Regions from separate parts of the Sus scrofa genome. Here regions 1, 2 and 4 are each linked to region 3. Evidence: chromatin contacts called from public HiChIP or PLAC-seq and promoter capture Hi-C data. All regions are on one chromosome and are shown on one strand. Each heading gives the region's core, a stretch centred on a gene start, on an enhancer-like site or on the middle of the called end of the contact. The rest is flanking DNA. Distances are from core to core; before and after follow the strand shown. Region 1 holds the start of ARL2BP (ADP-ribosylation factor-like protein 2-binding protein). Region 2 holds the start of PLLP (plasmolipin). Region 3 holds the start of CPNE2 (copine-2). Region 4 has its middle 14 kb from the start of HERPUD1.

What was found. Promoter capture Hi-C pulls out the DNA fragments that hold promoters and counts their contacts. HiChIP or PLAC-seq counts read pairs in DNA pulled down with a chosen protein or histone mark.
Region 1: an H3K27ac HiChIP or PLAC-seq map of skeletal muscle shows a contact between it and region 3, with 2.2 times the contacts expected there. The contact joins the promoter of ARL2BP here to the promoter of CPNE2 in region 3. A contact is called at or near these places in 1 of 5 promoter capture datasets (fetal liver), 3 of 47 Hi-C or Micro-C datasets (embryonic fibroblasts, mesenteric adipose tissue and skeletal muscle) and 1 of 2 datasets of contacts at active chromatin or transcription factors (skeletal muscle).
Region 2: a contact with region 3 is called in a promoter capture Hi-C map of liver, with 2.3 times the contacts expected there. The contact joins the promoter of PLLP here to the promoter of CPNE2 in region 3. A contact is called at or near these places in 2 of 5 promoter capture datasets (fetal liver and liver) and 1 of 47 Hi-C or Micro-C datasets (fetal liver).
Region 4: an H3K27ac HiChIP or PLAC-seq map of skeletal muscle shows a contact between it and region 3. The contact joins the enhancer-like site here to the promoter of CPNE2 in region 3. A contact is called at or near these places in 4 of 47 Hi-C or Micro-C datasets (blood, epiblast stem cells, liver and 1 more) and 2 of 2 datasets of contacts at active chromatin or transcription factors (alveolar macrophages and skeletal muscle).

Annotation. Positions count from the first base shown.
Region 1 is chr6:19,205,717-19,208,416 of Sscrofa11.1, forward strand. It overlaps ARL2BP (ADP-ribosylation factor-like protein 2-binding protein), which reads left to right and starts at 1,297. Exons shown (of 6, transcript XM_003126968.4): 1 at 1,297-1,641; 2 at 2,656-2,700. The coding sequence starts at 1,604.
Region 2 is chr6:19,239,911-19,242,610 of Sscrofa11.1, forward strand. PLLP (plasmolipin) reads right to left here and starts at 1,341. Exons shown (of 4, transcript XM_003126973.5): 1 at 1,037-1,341. The coding sequence starts at 1,168.
Region 3 is chr6:19,045,464-19,048,163 of Sscrofa11.1, forward strand. CPNE2 (copine-2) reads left to right here and starts at 1,332. Exons shown (of 16, transcript XM_021093901.1): 1 at 1,332-1,562.
Region 4 is chr6:18,913,595-18,916,294 of Sscrofa11.1, forward strand. No RefSeq gene overlaps it. Among named protein-coding and RNA genes, the nearest start is that of HERPUD1, 14 kb to the left of the region's middle. Within about 2 kb of position 1,292, at least 20 of the 83 cell types and tissues checked have an H3K27ac peak or open chromatin away from gene starts, as enhancers often do. A contact at or near this core is called in alveolar macrophages and skeletal muscle, where this site is marked.

The DNA of each region.
Region 1 (2,700 bases), core at 47-2,546, 160 kb after region 3:
CATGCCCGAGGCAGCCCCCCAACCCACCCCACCCCACCCTGTAGTCCTCTGGCTGACAACCACAACTGAGTTGCCACAACCTATACTAACTTGCCAGCCAATGAGTTAGCTTCTTGGAAGAGGCTTCTCTAGCCCCTTTCCAGCTGCCCCAACTGATGCCAAGTGGAACAGACTAGATGCCCCTACCACATCCTTTCCAAATTGTAGATTAGCGAGCAAAATAATTGATTTTTTTTGTTTAGCCAATACGTTTTTGGATGGCTTGTAACAACATTAGATAACCAGAACACCTGACATTAAGTTTCCACCTCCACTCTGATCTAGTACATGTATTTGCAATAGAACATGTGGGCAAGTTCATTTGGTCCAGCAGAAGTACATGTGGTTTATAGTAAAAGCAAGCAATGAGGAAATTTGCTGAGTTGCCTTGACCAGTGTTTGACGTAACAGAACTCTGCTCAGTTGTTCAGAAGATCTTTCTAGATGCCTGCCCTCTACTTAGTGCTTGCTGAGCAGAGGTAGTACCTCTGAAAATTGATCTCAACCTGGATACAGTTGTGTTAAGGTAACTTTTTAGTTCCACATCCTACTGGTATCTATTTGATGTCCATTCAAAGATGTCAATTCACTCAAGCTGGCCAAGAAAAATCAGGTCTAGGGTATTTTTTTTTGCAAAATTTGGCAGTTTGGGAGGGGACTTTTCCTGGAGCAAAGTCACCTGACTGCGTTGGCTCAAAGTGGTTCTGTCAACTTTTATCTTGCCTAGTTACCCAAGAAACCAAATAAGGTTCCCGCCAAATAATGTTTGATATCATATGACTATGACATTTATGATGTGTACTACAAGTCATCTTCTTGCGGTGGGGCTTTCCTTCCACGAGGAGTAACTGCCTCGCAAATCAAAAGTCTACATTTTCTGGCTCAAACGCTAAGGTATTGGCTCTCAAGAGATTTTCGATTTACAACGCTCTTAAAACTCGGAAACTAATCAATCGTCTTCTCAAATCTTCTAACTCATTCCCAAATTGCAAGTGAGGAGGAAATCTAGGTTCTCTCTGGGCGTCAATATCTCCCTTATCAAAATGGGGGCGACGTGAAATTTAATCTCCAGTCAGCATGAGCAGACCTCAGCGAGGCCCCTACCTGCCCACCGAGGGCCACCTCCCTTCGCGAGCACCCATTCCTTCCCCTCACTTCCTCTCCCTATCTTTGTCCCGCCCCTGACGTCGGGCAACGTGCGCCTGTGATTGGCTGCCAGGACCCGCAAGACGGCGGAAGGGTCGCGGTGGCCATGGTAACTGGAGGCGGGGCGCAGTAACGGACGCCAGGACGCCGCTGTAGCAGCTAGATACGCAGAGAGGCCAGCCGGGACGAGCAGGCCCGGCCGGCGCGTGGCCACAGCCGGGAAGCCCGAGACCAGGGCCTTGCGCGCAGACTCTAGCGGGCTGGGCCGTGAGCCGACCGCGGCCTCGCCGTCGAGACCTCCCTGATGACTGTTGGGGCTCTGCAGAGCGGAGCAGAGACTGGGCCCGGGTCGCGGGCGCGGTAGGAGGCCGGCGTGCCCGCTCTCCTCCTCGTGGTGGATGCTGCAGCGGCGGCGGCGATGGACGCCCTAGAAGAAGAGAGCTTCGCGCTGTCCTTGTGAGTGACGCTGCCTGGCTGGAAAGACTGGAGGCCGGGCTGCCGACGCTTGGCCTCGGCCTCAGCGCTGTGAAACGGGTATCCTCGGTGGGGGTGGGTTAGGGGAACCCTCAAGGCTCAGCCCCAGTTTCAGTGGTTGATTCTGCCGCAGCGGCGACGGCGGGATTCAGGCCTTAGGGACCGGCTTGCAGGGCCGTGTCATGCGGTGATCCACGCATCTATCACAATCCTCCCCTCCCCTCCCCCACCTCCAGTTCTTAGTCGTCAGCAAAACCTGGCGAGTTTGAGCTGCAGAGGCCCGACCGCGGGTCGGAGGACCCTCCATCACTACCACCCCCAAGAACTCCCGATCTAATTGCCTCCTCCCTGGCCAGTGTCTTAACCGCACCAGGTTTACGCCAGCCCACAAGCAGATAGGTGTGGGGTGATAGCTAAGATGCGGTGAGTAGAACCCAAAGGAAATAAATAGGAACCTTAAGATGTCCCGTGCGTGCTTTTGCTCCTTATGTCTCTTTTGGTAATTCCTTGTGTTGTACTAGGTTTCCTATTTTCTTTTTTTTTCTTTCCTCTTGTTTTTGTTTTTGCTTTTGCTTTTTATGGCTGCACCTGTGGCATATGGAAGTTTCCGGGCTAGGGAACAGCCACAGCAATGTAGGATACAAGCCGCGTCTGCAACCTACACCACAGCTCAAGGCAACTCTGGATCCTTAACCCACTGAGGGAGGCCAGGGATGGAATGGATACTAGTTGGGTTCGTTTCCACTGAGCCACAACAGGAACTCCCTGTACCAGATTTTCTGAAAATGGAGACATTACATTCACAGATGTGTCAAGTGTGTTTTCTTCTATTTGGAATTGCTAGATTAAACAATAATCATTCTTAATTCTTAAAGTTGGGTGCCTGGAAGTTTGCTTTGCTGTTTTTTCTTTTGTGCGTTTTTGAAAATTATCTATAATACGTTTTTCAAAAAACAAATTATTTGAAACAGCATCTAATCCAGGCCTGTTTTTCAGCTCTTCCGCCTCTGATGCAGAATTTGATGCTGTGGTTGGCTATTT
Region 2 (2,700 bases), core at 91-2,590, 190 kb after region 3:
GAGAGACTGAGGCTGAGGTGGGGGAGGAGGCCCCCAGGCGCTCTGAGGAATTCTGAGAGATAACAGTGGCCCTGGAGGAAGCAGGTGCTCATCTGGGATAAAGAGGCGGGAGCTTTGGTCTCAGACCCTGCCTTCGGTCCTGGGCCGGACACCGTCGCTAGTGCTCGGCCAGGGGTCTGTCAGAGGTGCCCTAAAGGAAAATTGATCTTGGCCCACCTCCAATTCCCCTCTAGGCCTCGCAAAACGGATCAAGCCCCTCCCACAGGGACAAAAACCCAGCTTCCTGACTCGCACCAGAGAGTATTATGGGGAGGAAGCCAACACCCGCAAGCCTGAAACTGGTGGAGAAAGGTGTGTTCCCATCGGTCCGCCTCAGCTGAGGTCCACAGACGGCATGGGATACAGAGGAGTCCTGCCTCTGGCTTCCCACAAATCCTTCCCCCAGCGCTGGGCGCGGTACCTGGGTCTCAAGGGATCAAAGCTGCGGGAACCCGGCAGGTTACCCACTGGAAGCCAGAGGGGCCCAGGACACTGCGCCTAAGCGTCTGCTGGACCGGAAGTGCCCTCTCGATTAGACGAGGCATATTCTGGGGTGCAGCCGCTGGGAGTTCTGCAGAAGGTCAGCCGAGAGTGGACTTTGCCTAAGGCTGGGTGCTGAGGGGCTAAGGGCTCAGTCCCGGCAAGGGAGAGACACAGCGCGTCGTGCGCAGTGATTGCGGCTTTTCTAAGCGTTTCCGCGGGGGATCTCCTGGGACCACCGGAGGGAATGATAAGGCTTTGGGGTGGGCACTCTGACACTGGGGCACGGTGAGTGTGCTCGCAGAGACGGTAACTAGGACGTCTCCCGGTGACAGGGCTCCGGAGTGATGTCGGGGGAGTCCGTCCTAGAGGCGCCCGGTAGGCAGGGTGCATCCGGGCGCGTGTGAACTTGGGTTGGGAGTGTTCGGGGAGCACAGAAAAAAGGCAGCTAGGGAGTTTCCGACCCTTCCAGACCCCGCCAGGCCCCCACCCGGCCCTGGACCCCTAGCGCACTCACCAGTTGCAGCAGCATGAGCGCCCCAAGGCTGGAGCGCACGAAACCCAGGTCCGGGCGCAGCGCGGAGACCGCGGCGCCTCCTTGCGCGGGGCTGCTGGTCCGCGTGCTCACTTTAGACGGGAACTCGGCCATGGCGGCTGCGCTCGCCTCTCAAGGTTGCTTCGGCCGCCGTCACCGCGCCTCCCACAGCGGGTGCCGGCTCTTCTGCGGCTCCTCCCGGGGGGATCGCGCTCCCGCTGCGGCTCCAGGCGCAACTCGCGGCGTCGGGGGAGGCTGGGAGCGGAGAGCGCCAGGTGCGGCCGGAATCCCAGCCCCGCCTTCGCCGCGGCACCCGCCCCTTTAACCCTTCGCACACCACTGGGCGGTCCAGCCTCAAGCCACAAGACGTCTCCATCACTTTAAAAACAGGGAAAACGCGGCCGCGGTCAGTGGGTGGGCTGCGCCAGAACCAGCCTAGACAGCCGCACGTTTCTCTCCCAAGGAGAGCCACCTGTTGGCAATTCCCCCATATTCGCGGCAGCTTTGACCGCTTCTCGCTCTCCTGGCCGGTAACTTCCGAGCCTCGCGATAAACTGGTGGCCGCCAGCAGAGCTGACCACTACTATCTCCCTACCCGATGCCTCTCGGGAGCTGTGTACCCTTGGGCAAGCCCCTGCTCCTCTCTGAAGTCTCCTCTTAAAGCGATCGGCATCCCTATGCGGAGTCTCCTAACGAGTCCCTGCAGACCAAGCACCCAGGAGGGGAAGGTCTGAGTAAATTGTAGGTGCTTGTGGCAGGGAGAGGTCCTTTCATGACTCAGTCGATGTAGTCTTCTCTTCTTAACTGATTGAATGGTAACTTAGAAGATCACTGAGCATCAGTTCCCTCATCTGTATTACAGGAATATGAATGGACCTCAATACGCAGAGCCCTTAGGCAGAATAAATGAAACACTGCACCGGAAACCTTCTGGCACGCCTGGTTGGGGGCGGGGTGTCACTCCAAAGGTAGGAGATGGCGTTAAGTTCTGGTTTCACTGCTCCACCTGCACCCTGAAACGTACACACACACACACCAGGCCTTAGGCACTAGCACAGATAGTTCATTCATTTATTCATCAACCAGTGATTGCTGAGACCTTATTAAATGTCAGACCCTAGGAGTTCCTGTCGTGGCGCAAGGGAAAAGGTCCAACTAGGAACCATGAAGTTGCAGTTCGATCCTTGGCCTCGCTCAGTGGGTTAAGGACCTGGTGCTGCCTGAGCTGTGGTGTAGGTCGCAGACGCTGCTTGGATCTCGAGTTGCTGCTGCTATGCCTGTGCCGTAGGCGGGCAGCTGTAGCTCTGATTTGACCCCTAGCCTGGGAACCTCCATATGCCAGCAGATGTGGCCCTAAAAAGCAATAAATAAATAAATAAAAGAAAAAAAAAGTCAGGCCCTATCCTAGGCCATGAGAATACAGCAAGCACAAAACTACACTTTCTACTGGGAGTGACAAGTACTAAACTGCAAAGAAAAAAATAACTTCAGAGGGTGACAAATGCCTTGACTAAAATAAAACAGTGTGACAGAGATGACCAGGAGGCAACTTTTTTTTTAGGGCCCCACCTACAGCATGTGGAAGTTCCTGGGTTAGGGGTGCAATGGAACCTGCACCTGAGGCAACAGTCACAGCCACAGCAACA
Region 3 (2,700 bases), core at 82-2,581:
AGGTGAGCAACTTGAGGGGAGGGACTTTCTGCTTAGGTTCACCACTGTCCGTCCCAGTGCCTGGCTCTTCTGCTCTGGAGCAAGGAGAGGAGAAGGATTCTGGGGGCCATATCAATCAGGAAAGGCTTCCTGGAGGAAGAGGGGCTGCAGCTGGGTCTCAGAACACCTCTGGATGGGTTGGCCTCACAGCTGGGCTGAGGGCTCTGAGGACTTGATGTGGAGGAAAGATTGGGAGAGCTTGGAGAAAAGAGGGATGGATGGGAGGTGGGGGCAGGCAGGCAGAGAACAAAGCTCAGAGCCCTGGGGCTGTTTAACAGCCGCCCTCTAAGGCTGCAAAGTGCCTGTGACTCAGACTTGGAGGGAGGTTCACTGGCTGCAGCTGTGAGCCTCCCAGTTAACCCTCACCTGCCTGACGGAAATCCCACAACCCAAGCACTGCGCGTTAATGCCCAGCTGCCCAGTCCGGGAGCCAAGGGCTTTGGACGTGGCCCTGAGATCTCAGAGACAGCTCTGTCCCCCACAATCTGGTTAAATGAGGCTCCGCTGTCTGAGGCACTGGATTGGGTAGAGGGACTGAGGGAGCGGGCATATAAAAACGGAGTGGCCTGCAGCACGGGAGCCCAGCGACAGGCGAATTTCTGAAGAATTGCTCCCTTGTCTAGGGCAAAGAAGGCCGCCGCAGAAGGGCGGACTCGGCGCCAGGGTCACAAAGGGCCCGCCTAATTGCCCTCCGCTATAGGCACTGTTCGAACTGTCTTATCAGCTCTGTCCCAGAAATACGTATGTGTCATCTTCCCAGTCGCAGCGGCAATAAGAAAACGCCGACCTCTTTTACTACTGGGGGGAGAGGGGGAGGGAGCAAACAGCGGTCCTAGTGCTGCCAGTATAGCCCAGAACCAGACCCTCGAGGGCGCAGCATCGAGCCCGACAGCCCTTGGAGTCGGGGCTGCAGGCGGCGTCCTAGGGCCCCGCAGGCCGGGGCTGAGCCCACCCCTCGCATCCCGCGTCGGCGGCCCTGAGAGCCGGGTGCAGGCTACTCGGAGGCGCCGGCGGCTCGGGCGAGGCCAGCCTGGGAAGAGTGAGAACTAGCGGCGTACCGATCCGCGAAGTCCTAGCCTGGAACGTTCGGACCCTCGGATTCCAGCCTCGAATACTCGGGGCCCCGAGGCTCTGATCGCTCAGAGTCCCGAGGCGCGCCAGCGGCGGGCTCCAAGCCGCGGGCGGCGGGCGGGACAGCGCCCCCGCTCCGCCCGTGGGAGAGCTCGCCCCTCCAGGAAGCGCCCGCCCCGCCTCCCACTTCCCTCCCCACGCCCCCCCCTCCCTCGGCCGAGGGAGGAGCCCGAGCTGCCGCCGCCGCCCGCCCGGCGGGCCGGGGAGGAGGACCGGACCGCGAGCGGCTGGGAGCGCACGCGAGCTGGCCACCGCTGCGCGGGCAGCGCCTTGAGCCCGTCCCGCGCCCGTGGGCCCGGCGGAGCAGGGGAGCACCCGAGGATGCCCTGGTGGCCCGGAGCACGGGGAGCGGCAGCCACGCGGTGAGGGCGGCAGCGCCCGCGGAACCCGCGGTGAGTGGGGCCCCGGCGGGCAAGGGGCGGGCGGGGCGCCCTGGCGCGAGGGCTCAAGTTCGGCCTTGGGGCTCGGCTTCTGGCGCCAGCGGCTGCTTGGAAGGAAGTTAGGTGCCGCCTCCCGGGTGGCACAGCCCAAAGCCCCCAGCCATCCGCGCGCCCCGACCCCAGCGTTTGGATGACTCAGCTGCGACCCGGCCACGCGGGGGCGCTCCGGCTTCGCCCCGACCGTGGGGTAACCGAGGGCATAGTGCCTGGAGGATGGTGGCGCCCTCGGGGGCGAGGCGCGGGGGTGGGGGGGCTCCGAGCCCAATGGTTTAGGGACCCTCCTACCTCCCCCGAGGAACTGGGGGCGTCAGGAAGGTGGAGGCCCGCCACCTTCGCAGCTTCGGAAGTCCTGAGGTCGGGCTGGCCCCGCTTCTCGCCCTCTCGCCTCGCTCCCTACCCGGGCATCCCCGGTGCCGCAGGGAACTGCTCCAGAGCCCGCTCCCAGCTCGCGAAGGGGGAATAGGAGAGGAAGTGGAGCTGGGCAGCTTCCCAGAAGTCGGAGTGTGTTTGCAAACTAGTTTTTTTCCCTGCAAAAACTGTCTGGCACCTGTGTGTTTGGGGCGGGGGAGGGGGGAACGTGGAGAAAGAGCAGAGCCCTTTCTTCCTTCCCAGTCCCTGTTCCCCCGAAGCGCTGCTTCTCTGTAAATAGAAGATTCTTACTTTCCTCTTCGCATCCCATCCCCCAGCCTTGTCGAACCACCCCCTTTGGGGAAGGGGCTCCTTCACAGGGGGCTGTGATTTGCCCAAGGTCACAGGTGGAACTGGAACCCGGAGCTTTGGTAGCCAGTTAGAGGTTCTTGCTGTCTGCGACCCCGCCAGCCCTGTTATGTACTGGAGGAAGTGACAAGGGCAAAGGATCTGGGAGAAATATCCAAGTGGCCCTTTGTCCGCCTTTAGTTTTTGCTTCCCTAGGACTGTGGACTGTTAACTGAGGGAGGTAGGGCTTTTTCTGTTTCATGGGGGCACCCACAGCTTCAGTAATTGGAGAGAGGAACCAGGTTGTAACCTTCCAGCAGCTGCAGCCTGCTTGTGGTCAGCCCTGATGGGGAGATGTGGGACACCTGGGTTCAAACACCTCCTACCCAGGCCC
Region 4 (2,700 bases), core at 42-2,541, 130 kb before region 3:
CCAGAACAGAGCAATGATCAGAAGGCGGTGGTTATTGACAAGTTACGAAGGCCGTATTTGCTTGAAGGAAGAGGTGACTTGAGACTGGAGGTGGGGAAGTGGGCGATGGAAGAGTGTGAGGAGCTTCACAGCCGAAGCAGGAGCGCAGAGATGAGACTCCCCTCCTGCCATGGATTCGAGTTCCATGGATTCGAGCTTGGCCACTGACGACAGGGGTCCAGAGTTGAGATGAAGGCTGCCTCTGAAAATTCTGGGTGGAAAAAGCCTGTTGTTTTCCAGAGCAGGGACATCAGCATTTGAAAGAGGGCCCTGGAGCCCCAGGCAGCTGGCAGTGCCCAGCTGGCTCCTGTCTGTGTGTGTGTGGGAGTGGGGCCTTGCTCCCTGTGGTGTCCAATTGCGTTGGTTCAACTCCAGATTCCACAGGCCCAAAATAGTTCTGGGAAGGTGCTCCTGAGAACAGCTGACAAGGGTTCAGATGGTCCCAAGCCCCACCAGGACATAGAGGAGGGGACCTTCAGGCAGGAGCCAAGGTTTAAGACACGTGGGGGACATGGTAGAAACATCAGTGCTTCCACAGCAGTTACTAAGTGCAGTGGAAGGATACACTGTTAATACTTAGAAAATTACTGGCTTAGGTGTCTGGTATTGAGTAGCAATTAAATAGCTAAAAGCAAAAAGCTCCCACATGTTAGCTCAGGCCATAGCAGCTTTTTATTGTTTTAAAATTTTTAATTAAAAACAAATTTTTTGGTAGAAGACAAAGTTGCCTTTAATGAGTCTGGGCGTCTGGGGAGATGGGGGGGGGGACTGCAGCCAGCAGAAACCACCTCAGAAGATTCTGGCTGGCCATGAGGTGGGAGCAAGGCTGGCATAGCCAGTATCTGAGAAGGTGGCTGGTGGCTGAAGGTGAGTGAGGGCGGTGGGGTGGGAGAAGGGATCCAGATGGGGAGGCAGATCATATAGTGCCTTCGAATCCATCATAGAAAAGCGGGTTCTAGTCAAAAGTGGGATCCACTGGAGGCGTCATAAGGGAGGGAACAATATGGATCAAGGAGCTGCAGGAGTTCCAGGAAGGGAGAGGGGAGGACAAATAACTGCCATATAAAGGATAGAGGAGGCAGGACGGCTCCACTGAAAGCCTGCAGGGAAAGCTGCACATCCAGGGTCAGCGCAGGGAGGTGCGGGGGTGGATGATGGAAGGCAGGCTGGGAGGCCAGGGCCAGGGAGGCCTGGGGAGTGGGTCCGCTGAGGGAGGAGAGGAGGCCTGGCTGGGCTGATGGAGACATGGCCTCTAGGTGGTGCTGGAGACAAACGAGGCTCTCTGCAGGGATGAGGCCAGTGCAGTCGTCCCCAGGGAAGGGCAGAGGCTGTGGGGGCAGGAGAACTGGTTTCAGCCAAGGGGCCTGGGGGAGGTCTCTTCTCCACACTGAGCTCCTGCTTCCTCATCCATGGCCTAGACCCCCGGGACACACAAGACTGCTCTGCCCAGCATACAGGGGCCACAAGTCTCAAAATAACACAGTGGCTTTCCAAAAGCAGCAAGTGTGCCCTGAGACGGGTGTGCTGAACCAGTCTAGATGGCCTGTCCTTTATTTTAATGACATGCTATTTTTTAATATATTGGATGAGTGTATTTTTCCACATAAGGTGGGGATATGAAAATAAGTTCGTTTAAAAGGTTAAGTAAATAATAGCCTGAAGCACGTATAGAGAAGGCAGAAATCATAGCAGTAGTTTTAAGTGATGAAGGTTCAGGAAACACTAAAAGCTTTTTGAACGTACAGCCCATGATTTTTTTTTTTTTTTTTTTGGAAGGCATGAATCCCAGCTGGTGCGTTTTGTCTATTTGGGTGGCTCCCATGGGTGCGTGTGTACACGTGTCAGCTTGTGCATCTCATAGGCAGATGTAGCTAGGGTTGGTGTGTATTGGCCTGCGTGTAAGGGACTTATGTGGGGGGGGGCATGCACACATGCACACGAGACTGTCTGCACCTGCAGGTGGAGTGCTTTGTCTGAACAGCTGTGTGGGTACAGGCGTATCAGGTGTGTGTGCATCTGGAGCACTGCTGTTAACAGTGACAGGGGCTGTGTGTGGAGTCGCTTCCCTGGCCCCAGCCCTCAGCACTGCTTAGTGGCACTAGGCTGGGCCAGAAGCCTGGGTCTGGCTCGTCACTGGCCACCAGGGGGCAGCAGATGGCTGGGCAGGCCCATCTTCAGGCTGAGTCCCCTCTGAGTCTGGAGGGCAAGGTCCCCTGACGGCCCTCTCTGCCCCAACCCCACCTCCTCTGCTCGCCGCAGGCCTCTGCCTCAGATTAGCCCGTGGCCTCTGGCTGAGGCTTTCTGGAAGGCCTAGGCTGCACAGAGTGGGCCTCTTGTTATAGGGAGGTTTGGGACTCATGGGGCCATAGGGACACCACCTGGTCTGGGTCCTTGAGGCACTGGCAGCTGGTCTTCTGGGGTTCGCTGGAGGGCCACTTCCGGCTCTTCTGCAGTCTGGACTCTGGGTCTCTTTGGGGTGCTCCGTACCTGTCTCCCTACTATCAGCCCCAAGCCTGTTGGGGCTACTGCTAACCCCCTGAGCTCGCCCCTGGCTTGCAGGGAGTAGGTCCTTCCGAGGCTCCAAGGTGGGCATCACAAGGGCAGCTGGATCCCGGAGGCCTTCAGCTCTGTCCCCGCATTCAGGGCCACCACCTGTGCTAA